Regions from separate parts of the Macaca mulatta genome. Here region 2 is linked to region 1. A link is a contact called in public Hi-C data. All regions are on one chromosome and are shown on one strand. The core of a region is the stretch at or near the end of the contact, and the rest is flanking DNA. Distances in the headings are between cores, read along the strand shown. Region 1 overlaps ZNF469 (zinc finger protein 469). Region 2 overlaps ZNF469 (zinc finger protein 469).

Region 1 (6,772 bases), core at 3,816-6,315:
AAGAAAACAAAAAACTGCTTCGTGATAATTTGATAGTCAGAGATTCTTAGATAGGATACAAAAACATGACCCTAAAAGAAAAAATATGGACAAACTGAACTTTATCAAAATTAAAAGCCTCTGCTCTTTAAAGACATACTTAAGAAAATGAAGAGCCAAACCACAGACCAGAAGAAAGTATTTACAAAACACATTTCTGATAGAGGACTTGTACCCTCAATATTTAACTCTTAGAACTCAATACTAAGAAGAAAAATATAATCCACTAAAAAGTAGGTAAAATATTTGAAATAACACATGAAATCATACCTCAGATGTTTAATAAGATGTTTAACATCACTAGTCATGAGGGAAATTAACATGTAAGCATTATGAATCACCACTGCGCATCTACTAGAATGGCTAACATAAGAAAAAACAAATAAAAGAAAAACAGAGAATGCCAGGTGCTGATGAAAATGCAGCATGCCTGGAGTCATGGGCGTTGCTGGCGGGAGCGGAAAACGGTGCCGCCATTTGGAAGACAGTTGAGCTGATGAGTTGAACATACCCTTAACATAGGCTCCAGCAATCCCGCTCTCAAGAGAAATGAAACCTCACGTCCCCGCCAAACCTGCGTGCGAATGTCTAAAGTTGCTTCACTCACAACAGCCCACATGCCCATCCACAGACGAACACGTGAACAACTGTGGTGCCTCCACCTGTCCCACAACCTACAACTCAGCAGTGCCGAGGGCAGGATGCTGGTGCCACCGCACGGGTCCTCCAAAGCCTGCTTCAAAGTGAAGGAAGCCAGACACAAAAGGCTCCATCCTGTAGGAGTCACTCACAGGACAATTCTAGAGGACGCAAAACTGTAGGACTGAGGAGAGAGAGGTGGTTGCTGGGGGCCGGGAAGGGACCTGACTGCAGAGGGACAAAATGTGGGCTGCTTCTCTCGGGGCAGAAGTGCCCCACTCTAGACGTTTACCAAGTCATCGGCTGTACATCGAAAAGGGGTGAGCCTTATATGTGCACATGATACCTCAATAAACCTGACTTGTAAAAGTAGCATGTGAAGCCCTTAGCCCAGGACCCGGCCACAGGAGGAGGTGCACAGTGAAAAGGAGACGCTGCTGGGCCCACCTTGCCTGGTGGGTGGGACAGGGAGGCGTCCTTGGAGAAGGCGGCCCATGGGCTTGGGGGAGGGAGGTCCTCTAGGGAGTGGGGAGAGCCCAGCCAAAGGTGGGAGGTGGAAGCTGGCTGGGAGGTTGGGGATTGGGAGACGGGAGGGAGGCGGGCCTCCTGCGGAGAGGCGAAATGTAGGTGAGCCCACTGTGGTGGCAGGCAGTGGGCCAGGGGTATAGATTGGGGTCTGTGGGAAGCACTTGGAGTCGAAGCAGAGCTTTGTGGGCACCAGCCACAGGCTTGAGCTGTCCATCTTCCTCAGGCAACACTGCTGTGGCTCAGACACATCCCCAAGCCCTCTCCTGTGTGCGATGGGCGTGCTGTGGCGTCTCAGCAGCCCTAACACATGCCAGCTCGTTGGGAGCTGAGATTCCCTGTGCTCGCCACAGGCCCCAACTGCTTTGGTGTATCAGAGACCCTCTGGCTCCTCCTCTGGATTTGTCATGGATGGGAAAACAGGTCTCCAGGCCTGCTAGGACTGTTGTGAATGAGGGCAGGCAACAGCTGGGTGAGCAGAGCATAGAAGGGTGTCCCAGCTCTGTGCTACTGGGAGCTCCAAGCCCCTGGGGCCACAGGTGGGGAAGAACTGGTGTGGTCAGGGGCAGCGGCGACACAGAGACTTATCACAGGGACACTCCCGCCCCTTCCCGCCCTCACCCTCACCAGCTCTTCCCCCTGCCCCGCCTGGGTGCCAGTCTCTCGAGGCTCCATGCTTTCCCTGAGGCGATGTTTGGTGTCCATCTTACCAGATGCCATGATATGGTTGCCCAGCCTACACCTGCTGAGGGGTGCGGCCCCTAACTGCTCCAGCCTCTTCCCAGAGCACCCGTTCCCCTCTAGCCCGTCTGCCTGGGGCTCTCCCTTGTCACCCTGGCGCTTTCCCAGCTTTCTGTTCCTACTGGGAAGGAGGGACACGGAGGTGCTAGACTCCACGGGAGGGAGGGACGGGGACGTGCCAGAGTCCGTGGGAAGGAAGGACACGGAGGTGCTGGACTCCACGGGAAGGAGGGACGGGGACGTTCCAGAGTCCACGGGAAGGAAGGACACGGAGGTGCTGGACTCCACGGGAAGGAGGGACGGGGACGTTCCAGAGTCCACGGGAAGGAAGGACACGGAGGTGCTGGACTCCACGGGAAGGAGGGACACGGAGGTGCTGGACTCCACGGGAAGGAGGGACACGGAGGTGCTGGACTCCAAAGGGTGGCAGCTGGCCTCGCTTCCACACAAGGCTCACCAGCATGGGGAGCTCAGCCACGTTTGGGACGGAGCCAGGCACTTGTGTCTTCGTCTACCTCACTGCTACTTAAAGCTCAGCTATTGTGAAGCAAACTTTCATTTTCCCAAAGATGCCCACCCTCCCTCCCGCTCTGGATGGCGGAGCTCTTTGGCCCACCAGGGTGGCATGTGGGAATGGGCGTGATGCTGGTGTGCCCAGGCCAGGTGCGGTGGCCAGCGGAAGACTCAGCAAGGGCTAGAGGCGGGAAGAAGAGGGGTGAAAAGAGCTCTGCAGGCGTCGGGGCCGGCCAAGCAGCGTTGGAGGAAGCCTCGACTTTGAGGCGCGCAGAAATGGAAGCTTGAAGTGGGCGTAGATTTGCCCCTCCCCTGCCCGGGCTGGGATCTGCACTGTGGTCCCGTCTCGTAAGCAGACGAGACGACCCTCACACCAGAGGGAGAGCCTCACGTTGCTGGGACTGATTCTAGAGCTCCTAACTCAGCTCTGTGCTAAGGAAGACCGATCACCCCAGGCCATTCCGGGGTGACAGCAGTGTGGCACCATCCCCAGTCTGGCAGTGTGGGGAGCGGGGCCACCAGAGCCTCCAGGGACAGGAGGGCACAGCAGTGCAGCCCCTGCTGGAGACAGCCCCTTGGCAAGCAGGAGGGCGCCGTGATCAAACGTATGATTTCTGCCACCCCAAAGCCGCAGCCAGTGAGAAGCCTGTTTTAGCAAAACTGGAAAGAAAAATGCAATTTCTCTTGGCCACATGGTCTTCATTTCCTCTGCTCCTGGCACTGGGTTTGTTTGTCTCTTCTCACTACTGAGAGGCCGTTTTGCCAGCCTGTGCCTCCCGCCGGCTGTGGCTCTAGGTGTGGACGCCCGCACCACCTCCCCATTCCCCTTCCCGTTCCCGTTTCAGGCGGGAGGCTGCAGAGTTCTAGAGCTGTGAGTGGCACTGCGGTCGCCGCAAAGCGGAACCCCGGTGATTGGGGACACTCCATGGACTTCACGGCTGCACGGCCGGCATCACGGGCCGCTGGTGCTCCAGGGTGCTGGGACGTGCGAGAGGCATTTATGACCTCAGCGACACATTCCCTCAACCTCGTCACGCTGCAAGTGCTGTCAGGGTGTGTTCAGGGGACACTCCCTCTCAGGCTGGCTTGTGCGGGGACACGTGTGTGCACACAGACACGGACTTACATAAATGCAATCCACATGCACACACTCACACAATAGGCTCCTATGCACAGACCCTCACACTCATGTGAACACACTCATGCACACACAAGACTTACATATTCACACTCACACCCACGGGCACACCCAGTGGGTACTCACTCATACAGGCATGCACATATCCAGACACCCGTGCGCAGACACACACACTCACAGTCACACCCACGGGCACACCCAGACATGGATACACACACACGTACTCACAGGCACTCACATATCCAGACACCCATGCACAGACACATCCACACATGGCCACACCCAAACATGGATACACGCTCACATAGGCACACACATATCCAGACACACATGCACACACACTCACACCCATGGGTACACCCAGACATGGATACACAGGCATACACATATCCAGACATCCAGGCACAGACACATACTCATAACCACGGGCACACCCATACATTGATACGAACACAGGCACACACATACACTCGCATATCCAGACACCCAGGCACACTCAAATTCTCACATTTGTACACTCACACTTGCACATTCGCACACTCACACACACATGAATACAATGCATGCACACACACATGTATATATACTTGTGTGTACAGATAACACACACACATTCACATGTACACACACTCAAATGAATACAATAGAAACATGCATACACACTCGTGTGCCCAGACCCACACTCACATTCACACATTTGCACACTCACATGAATATAGTACATGCACACACAAACACATGCATACATACATGTGCCCAGACCCACAGACACACACTCTCACATTCACGCACTCCACACATGAATATAGTACATGCACACACAAACGCATACACACTTGTGTGTCCAGATGCATAGACACACACATTCACAGACTCACACACGTGAATATAGTACATGCACACACAAACACATATACACTCGTGTGCCCAGACCCACAGACAGATGCTCTCACACATTTGCACACTCAGAGCACCCCCTCCCGCTCACAGGCCTTGTCCTGGGGACGAGTCAAGTCAGGTACCTACACTCTGAGCTTCCAATCGCTGGGCCCACACCGGCTGCTGCTGCTGTTCATGGTCCATCTTACTGAGGAGTGCATTTGACTCCGGGGGCATCCAGAAGGGGGGTGTGGGTGGGCCCGGAGACCTTTCTTCTGGTAGGACAAGTTTCCAAACCCAGTCCTTCACGTTCAAGGATGCCCTCTCCCCTGCGGGATCCTGGACTTGTCGTGGGATCTGGATTAGGTTATGCTAATGGCATCCACACTTGGCCTTTCCCCTCCTTATAAATCAGCCAACAATGGGAGGCCATGGGCTTCGCCAGAAGCCTCTGGAAACAGAGCCGTTCCTTTCTAGCAGGCCAGGCCGACCGGGGAGGCTCCAGCCCCATCGTGTGCTGGGGGAAGGTGAGCCAGACTCCCATCACGTGCCGGGAGCCGATCTTGGCGGGCTGCCTCCTCCCGAAGCCTGCATGTGGGCCCCGGGGCTTTCCGACCGCCTCTGCTCCCAGAGGGGACCAGCAGGGGCCAAGAGGCAGACGACAGCACTGAGACATCAGTGTCGGGCGCGGGTCCCCCCAAAGCAAGGCGGGCCCACCTTCCCCGACAGAGGATCATAAGGCAGTCAGAGTCGCACATGGGGCTTCTGAGATGTGCGCCCTGGGCGTAAGAGCTGCGTGTGTTCAAGCTGCTCCGTGTTGGAAAATGTATGTAAAGTAAAATAAACACGGCTCTCGCTGGGAGGGCTCCGGCATCCAGGGTTCTGGCGAGGCAGGGGGATGTGACCAGCCAAAGCATTTGAGGAAGCTGCTGTGACTCACGGGGCCTCAGCTGCAGAGGAGCTGGCTCCCGAGATGCAGGACACGCCGGGGACACTGGACCCAGGACGCTCAACACACCCTGTCCCCCCACTGCGGAGACGGGTTCCAGGGAGGCACAATGGCAGGCTTTGTCTCGGGAGAAAGTTCCAGCAGCCCTGCAGGGGGGGCAGCTGGGAGGCCCTGGGGTGTGAAGATGATGCAGAGGGGCCCTCTGGAAGGCAGGGCCGGTGGGTATCTGGCCAGCAGGTCAGGACTAGCCGAGGTGTCTGTGGAGACCCCAGGATCCAGCTCACCTGGTTGGGGGAGCCCTGAGAGGGTGGCACAGGCTGGGGACTCTGAGGCAGCTCTTCTTTGCCTGGGGTGGACGCCTCCAAGCTAGGTCTCCCAGATCCGACCGGACCCCACAGAACCTAGCACCTGTGGGCCCAGCACCTGCCCAGATGTGTGACTCCAGTTTCACGCTTAGCATGGGAACACACGTTCTATTAACAGCAAAATTCTCGCTGATAAAGATGCGGATGAAATTGCATGCAGGAAGGAAAACCTCCAGAATGTGTCCTAAACGCAGCATCTCACAGGCCCTCTGTAATCAGAACAATGTGAATTACGCCAATTACACCAGCAAAGGGAGGCCCCTTGTGGGAGCATCACACCGGCTGGGACCCCAACCGCTGCTCCCCACGGACCGTGTTTGGTTCTTTTTCTCTTTCTTTTTTCTTTATTTTTTTGATTTGAAGAAATCTCTGTAAATTGAATCTCAGAAACACTGGAAGGATCCCAAATATGGTTTATAGAAACAGTTTGAAGTAGTCCAACTTAATTACAGATTGCCTGCAATTTTTTTTTTTTTTTTTACATCTGTGAAATCAAAACCAGACAGAATGCTGTATTAAAATGCGGTGCCTAATGGTGATTTTTCCCATGGCTAATGTAACGAGTCTCAACTCTTAGTTTCCCTGTTTATCTTGGAGTGTCTGAAATCACGTCGACCCCTCTCTGCTCCTCCTGTGCTGTCGTCTCTTTTTTTTTTTCCCAGCAGGGTCTCAGGAAAGGGGCCTGGGAAGAAAAGTGGGTGGGCAGGGGCTTTCCCGGGATGCGTCCTAGGCCCTGTCTCTCACACCAGCCTCCTGGCTCGCCTGCTCCCCGGTTCTCCTCCCATGACCCCATCTCCATTTTGGAGCTCAGGGCCTGGCTCTAAGCTGATTTACGCAGTTTCCAAGCAACGAGCTTTCCCACCTCTGTGCCTCTGCCCGTGCTGTGACCTCGGCCTGGAGTGCCCTCCCTTGCTGCCCTGGACGACTCCTCCTTCCCCTCCAAGCCCAAGATCACGTCTCACCTCTCCTGTGACACCTCAACAC
Region 2 (6,612 bases), core at 320-2,819, 240 kb after region 1:
GTGGCCCAGCCCCAGGTTTCACCCCACGGGACACCCAGCCTGCCCCCACCCAGGGTGGTGGGAGCCTCCCCCAGCGAGTCCCCGCTGCCGTCACCGGCCACCAACACGGCCGGCAGCACCTGCTCTTCCCTGTCGCCGATGTCCAGCAGCCCCGCCAACCCCAGCTCAGAGGAAAGCCAGCTCCCCAGCTCACTGGGGCCCCCGGCCTTCTTCCACCCACCCACTCACCCCCAGGAGACGGGCAGCCCCTTCCCGTCCCCGGAGCCCCCCCACTCCCTCCCCACCCACTACCAGCCAGAGCCAGCCAAGGCCTTTCCTTTTCCCGCAGATGGGCTGGGAGCCGAGGGTGCCTTCCAGTGCCTGGAGGAGACCCCATTCCCCCACGAGGGCCCCGAGGTGGGCCGGGGAGGGCTGCAGGACTTCCCCCGCGTGCCGCCCCCGTACCCCACACACCACTTCTCCCTCAGCAGTGCCAGCCTGGACCAGCTGGACGTGCTGCTGACCTGCAGGCAGTGCGACCGCAACTACAGCAGCCTGGCAGCCTTCCTGGCACACCGGCAGTTCTGCGGCCTGCTCCTGGCCAGGGCCAAGGATGGCCACCAGCGGTCCCCAGGCCCCCCTGGGCTCCCCTCGCCCACCGCTGCCCCCAAAGTCCCCGCCGACGCACATCCGGTCCTGCTCAACCACACGAAGACCTTCCTGTTGGCCGGGGACGCCCAGGCGGAGGGTAAAGACGACCCGCTGAGGACGGGCTTCTTGCCCAGCCTGGCCGCCACCCCCTTCCCGCTCCCCGCCTCGGACCTGGATATGGAAGACGACGCCAAGCTGGACAGCCTCATCACCGAGGCGCTCAACGGCATGGAGTACCAGTCGGACAACCCCGAGATCGACAGCAGCTTCATCGACGTCTTTGCGGACGAGGAGCCTTCCGGGCCCAGAGGTCCCAGCACTGGACAGCCCCCCAAGACCAAGGCGGGGGTGACTCCGGAGAACAAAGCTCCGCCCCCGCTCCCAGCAGCCACACCGGACCCCCAAGCCCCCCGCCCTGGGGACAGGGGCGGCCCAGCCTGGGGCAGGCCCAAAACGCGTTCCCTGGGTCTGGCCCCCATCGAGGCGGATGCGCCCAGCCAGGGCAGGCAGCAGAGGAGAGGGAAGCAGTTGAAGCTGTTCCGGAAGGATCTGGGCACGGCCAGCGCAGCAGAGGGGTCGGGCGGGGGCAGCAGAGCCTCCGGCCTGAGGCCCAGGAGGAAGGGCAGTCTCGGGGAGCGGCCCCCACCCCGCCCCCGGGGCCTTAGAACTCAGGGCCCCGAAGGCCGTGCAGACCCCGCCCGCCAGTCTCGGGGAGCCGCCGCCCTCCCCGAGGAGACCCGGAGCTCCCAGCGCCTCCGGCTGCCCCCCAAGAAGGACCCCAGGAAGAGGAAGGCTCGGGGCGGCACCTGGGGCAAGGAGCTCATCCTGAAAATCGTGCAGCAGAAGAACAAGCGCTACCGGCGGCTGGGGCTGGGGCGGCAGACGGGCAGGCGCAGCTCGCTGGCGGCGGAGAGGCCCCAGCCCGGTGCCGAGGACCGCAGGCTCCGCGAGTACGACTACGCCTCGGAGTCCGAGGAGGACGAGCCGCCTCCGCAGCGGGGCCCCGGCTTCAGAGGCCGGCGGTGCCGAGGCGAGAAGAGGAAGGAAGTGGACTCGACCCCGGGTCCCAGAGAGGATGGAGAGCAGCAGATACCCCGGAAGGCAGTGAGGCAGGAAGCCGGCGGGGACAGAGCCCCCCCGAACCCCGAGGAGCCAGGCAGGCCTCGCCCAGGCCCGGGCAGGAGCCCTCAGGCCCATGGCCCATCTCGAAGCCTGGAGCCGGGAGTGGCCGCCAGGGAGAGAGGCCCCAAGTGTGCTGATCGCCCCTCAGTGGCCCCCAAGGATCCCCTGCAGGTCCCCACCAACACCGAGACCCCAGAGGAAACCCCCCCATCGCTGGACTTGCCCCAGGAGGCCAAGGAGCCTGAAATTGCCAAAGAGTCACCCCCAGACACCGCAGAATTCACAGAGCCTTTGCGTTCTCCTCCAGCCGCCTGTGTGGGAGAAAGCCGCTGTCTCCTGACGCCAGAGCAGCCACAGCCCAGCAGACATGACGCCGGCACCCCCGAGTTATCCGGAAGCCTCGCCAACACAGCGCCCCACGGAAGCTCACCAACGCCAGGTGTGGGCAGCCTGCTGGGTGGTCCTGGGTGCACACAGGCCCCTCCTGTCTCCCACAACAGCAAGGACCCCCCTGCCCACCAGCCTGGAGAATTTCTGGCACCCATGGCTAACCCCTCAAGTACCGCCTGCCCCAAACCCAGTGTTCTGTCTTCAAAGGTCTCCAGTTTGGGCTGTGACCCTGCTGGTTTTAACGGAGACCCCTTGGGGGTTCCGGTTGCCAAAAAGGGGCCTCAGTCCTACAGCAGCCCCCACAGTGAGTTGTTCCTTGGACCCAAAGACCTGGCTGGCTGTTTCCTGGAAGAACTGCACCCCAAGCCCTCAGCCACAGATGCCCCGCCGGCCAGCAGCTCCTGCCTTTGCCAGGATGGCGAGGATGCCGGTTCCCTCGAGCCACAGCTGCCTAAGAGGCCACCTGGCATGGCTGAAACGGACCCAGGCAGAGCCGCATCGCCACTGACCTTGGAGTCCACATCCCTTTTCCCGGACCTGCCGGTGGACAGATTCGACCCACCCCTCTATGGCAGCCTGTCTGCAAACAGGGACCCCCAGCTGCCATTTGCATGTGCCGACCCTCCCCAGAAGACGCCACCGTTAGATCCACCGTACCCCTCTTTTTTGCTGCTTGAGGAAGTATCCCCGATGGTGCCTAGCCATTTTCCTGATCTCTCGGGGGGAAAGGTGCTCAGTAAGATGTGTCCCCCTGAACGGAGAGTGGCTCCCAATGCCCCGCCTTTGCCTGGGAAGGGGAGCGGATGTAATGTCACTCTTATGAGTCACCTGTCCGAGGACGAACTGGAGATCCAGAAATTGGTCACCGAGTTAGAAAGTCAGCTGCAAAGAAGCAAAGAAACCCATGGGGCCCCGAGAGAACTTGGAGAAGCTGAGTCTGTGGGCCGGGTGGAGCTGGACACAGGCACAGAGCCACCCTCCCAACCGCACACGTGCCAGGCCACTGTGCCCCACAAGGACACGTTCTCAGCAGCTGACCTCACGGGCGTTGGGGAATCTACCGCACATCGAGAGGGTGCGGAAACGGCTGTGGCCACCGTGGAAGGGGTTCAGGGGAGGCCCGGGGGGACGTGGCCCTGCCCAGCCTCCTTCCATTCGGGAGAGGCAGCCCTTCGCCCCTGTGCCCAGGAAGACCTGGTTTCTGGGACTCCTTTCAGCCCCAGGGGAGCCAACTTCCATTTTCAGCCGGTGCAAAAAGCCAGAGCCTCCAAGACTGGACTCTCCCAGGCAGAAGGAAACAGCGGGGTCCCCCCAGATACCTGCCTGCCTGACCCCAGCAAACAGCCGGGGCCACAGCTGGATGCCGGGAGCTTAGCAAAGTGCAGCCCCAACCAGGAACTTTCATTTCCTAAGAATAAGGAGGCCGCCGGCTCACAAGAAAGTAAAGACTCCCTGTGGCCGCTTCCCTGTGAACAGAGAGGAGGGTTCCTGCCAGAACCCGGCGCAGCAGACCGGCCCCACCGAGAGACTCCTGCTCCAGAAGCTTTTGGCAGCCCTGCTGTCCATCTGGCCCCTGACTTGGCATTTCAGGGTGACGGGGCTCCACCTCTGGATGCCACCTGGCCTTTTGGTGCCAGTCACAGCCATACTGCCCAGGGACATTCTGCAGGCAAAGCAGGTGGGCGCTGCTACCCGACGGCAGGGAGGCCTGACTTTGAGGATAGTGAGTTTGCACCGGCAGGGGCCTCCTCACTGACTGCCCCCCGGGGCAGGGAGGCTTGGTTGGTCCCTGTGCCAAGTCCTGCTTGTGTGTCCAACACCCACCCCAGCAGGAGGTCCCAGGACCCAGCTTCGAGCCCCCTACGTCAGCTCCCGCTCCCAGGGCCCGGAGCAGCTGAGAGTGCAGATGGCATCCTGGGCTTGCAGGAGCCGACACCTGCTGCCCAGAGCCCTCGGCGAGTGAACCTCTCAGGTCGCAAAGGGGGCACTGTAGAAGGAGGGAAGGTGGCCTGTGGCCCTGCCCAGGGCTCCCCAGGGGGTGTGCAGGTGACAACTCTCCCTGCAGTGACCAGACGTCAGCTGGGGCTGGAGGCAGATGGACATCAAGGCTTGCTTGGCCAGGCTGAGAAAACCCAGGGCCAAGGCAGAGGCAACCAGCTTCAGCCAGAGAACGGGGGGAGCCAAGGGGGGATGGATAACCACGCCTCAGTCAATGCCAGTCCCAAAACAGTGCTGGCCAGCCCCGCCGAGGGTGCAGTCCTGCTGGAGAAGCACAAGGGAAGCAGGGCAGCCACGAGCCTTCAGGAGGACGCCCAGCCCACCCCGAGCCCCCCATCCCCTGATAGGGAGTCCCTAGCGCTAGTCTTAACAGCAGCCTACACCCAAAATGGATCTGAGGGCCGGACTCCAGAGAGGGCGTCCAGCGCTGGCCTGAACAAGCCACTGCTGGCCGAAGGGGATAACCCAACACCCTCTGTTGGGGACCTGACCGCCTGCGCCCCCTCACCCACTTCAGCCACCCCCATGCCCTGCAGCCTCGGGCCCCTCCCCCGTGAAGACCCACCCACCTCGCCTTCCAGTGCCACCAAGGCCCGAGGTGGGCTGGGGGGGCAGCTGCCAGTATCTCCATCCTGCAGGGACCCTCCCGGCCCCCAGCACCTGCTGGCCTGTTCTCCTGCCTGGGCACCTCTGGAAGAGGCAGATGGTGTTCAAGCCACGACAGATACTGGAGCTGGGGATCCCCCAGTGGTTCCCCTGTCTTTGACAACAAGCCCCTGTGATCCCAAGGAAGCCCTGGCTCATTGCCTTCTCCAGGGTGAGGGCAGCCCCCTGGAAGACCATTCCTCCTGGCATCCTGGCTCCGTCAGCGCCATAACCTGCAGTCGTGGCAGGGACAGCCCCAAAAACAGCACTTTAAGAATTCCAGAGGATTCCAGAAAAGAGAAGCTGCAGGGGTCTCCTGGCCAAGCCACCTCTCCTCCTCTGGCGGGGGCTGTCTCCCCCTGCGTGGCCATCAGGGCTGCTGGCCTGTCAAGCACTCCCACCGAAGATGAGGCACAGGCAGGCAGGGGGCTCCCAGGGCCAGACCCCCAGAACAGGGGAGCCCCGCCCCACACCAACCCTGACAGGATGCCCAGGGGCCACTCCTCGTATTCTCCAAGCAATACTGCCCACCTCAGCCACAGGGAGGACCAGGTTGTCACAGCTGTGCCCACTGAGCCTCCCATGCTACAGGGTACAGGGCCAGACTCCCCCACCTGCCTGGAAGCTGAGGTGGGGAGCAGCAGCAAGGAGCCAGAGGACCCAGGGACCCCTGAGGCCGGGCGCTCTGGCGTTACCAAGATGCCCAGGGTCACCTGCCCTTCCACAGGACTCTCCTTGGGCAGAACCACAGCTCCAAGCAGCACAGCCAGTGACTTCCAGTCTGACTCCCCCCAAAGTCACAGAAATGCCTCCCACCAGACTCCCCAGGGGGACCCCCTCAGCCCCCAAGACCTCAAACAGAGGCCTCGTGGCTATAAAAAGAAGCCTGCGTCTACAGAGAATGGCCACTGGAAGGGCCAAGCTCCACACGGACCTGTGACCTGTGAGGTCTGCGCAGCCTCCTTCCGCTCCGGGCCGGGCCTGAGCCGGCACAAGGCCAGGAAGCACCGGCCACACCCGGGAGCCCCTGCAGAGGCAAGCCCAGCGGCCTTACCTGCTCAGCAGCCTCTGGAGCCCCTAGCCCAAAAGTGCCAGTCCCCCAGGAAGAAAAGCCGCAAGGTGCCTGGGAAGGAGAGACCAAATCACTCACGAGGAGACCCCAGCCACGTGGCCCAGCCACCGCCTGCCCAGAGCCCAAAGGAGGTTCTCAGAACACAGGGGAACACGGGCTCCCCACATAGCCAACAGCTGCAGCCTCCAAGCCCTACTGAGCATGGGGTGAATGTGAAGGCTCCGGCCTCCAAGCCCAGATCAGACCAGGCCAGGGAAGATGAGCTCCATCCCAAACAGGTAGAGAAAAGAGAAGGCCGGAGGTGGCGCCGAGAACCCACCGTGGACTCCCCCAGCCACTCAGAGGGGAAGTCAAATAAGAAAAGGGGAAAGCCAAGAGGTAGAAGGCTCCGGGAGGAGAGCGCTCGTCCAGCCTCTTCTGATGCGATTTCAGATGGACGTGGCTCCAGACCATCCCCTGCAACGGCCAGTTACGCAGCCCCTCTGAGCCACTGCCTCTCTGTGGAAGGAGGGCCTGAGACTGACAGGGAGCAGCCACCTCGCTTGGCCACGCCGGGGCCTGGGGTGATAGAGGGTGCAGCGGAGACCGACCTGGAGGCTCTGTGTGCAGGGGAGACTGGGGTCCAGAAGCCACCTGGAGATCAGATGCTGTGTCCAGGGAGGATGGATGGTGCAGCTCTGGGGGAGCAGCCAGCTGGGCAGAAGGGAGCCTCAGCAAGGGGGCTCTGGGGACCGAGAGAGACCAAGGCGTTGGGT

What was found. A called contact is a pair of places that touch in the nucleus more often than the background predicts.
Region 2: a Hi-C map of sperm shows a contact between it and region 1, with 3 times the contacts expected there. The contact joins two enhancer-like sites. A contact is called at or near these places in 2 of 14 Hi-C or Micro-C datasets (liver and sperm).

The regions. Positions count from the first base shown.
Region 1 is chr20:83,571,841-83,578,612 of T2T-MMU8v2.0, forward strand. All of the region lies in intron 1 of ZNF469 (zinc finger protein 469), which reads left to right. Among named protein-coding and RNA genes, the nearest start is that of ZNF469, 84 kb to the left of the region's middle. Within about 2 kb of position 5,066, at least 5 of the 40 cell types and tissues checked have an H3K27ac peak or open chromatin away from gene starts, as enhancers often do.
Region 2 is chr20:83,816,757-83,823,368 of T2T-MMU8v2.0, forward strand. ZNF469 (zinc finger protein 469) reads left to right here. Exons shown (of 5, transcript XM_077986691.1): 5 at 1-6,612. Among named protein-coding and RNA genes, the nearest start is that of ZFPM1, 21 kb to the right of the region's middle. Within about 2 kb of position 1,570, at least 7 of the 40 cell types and tissues checked have an H3K27ac peak or open chromatin away from gene starts, as enhancers often do.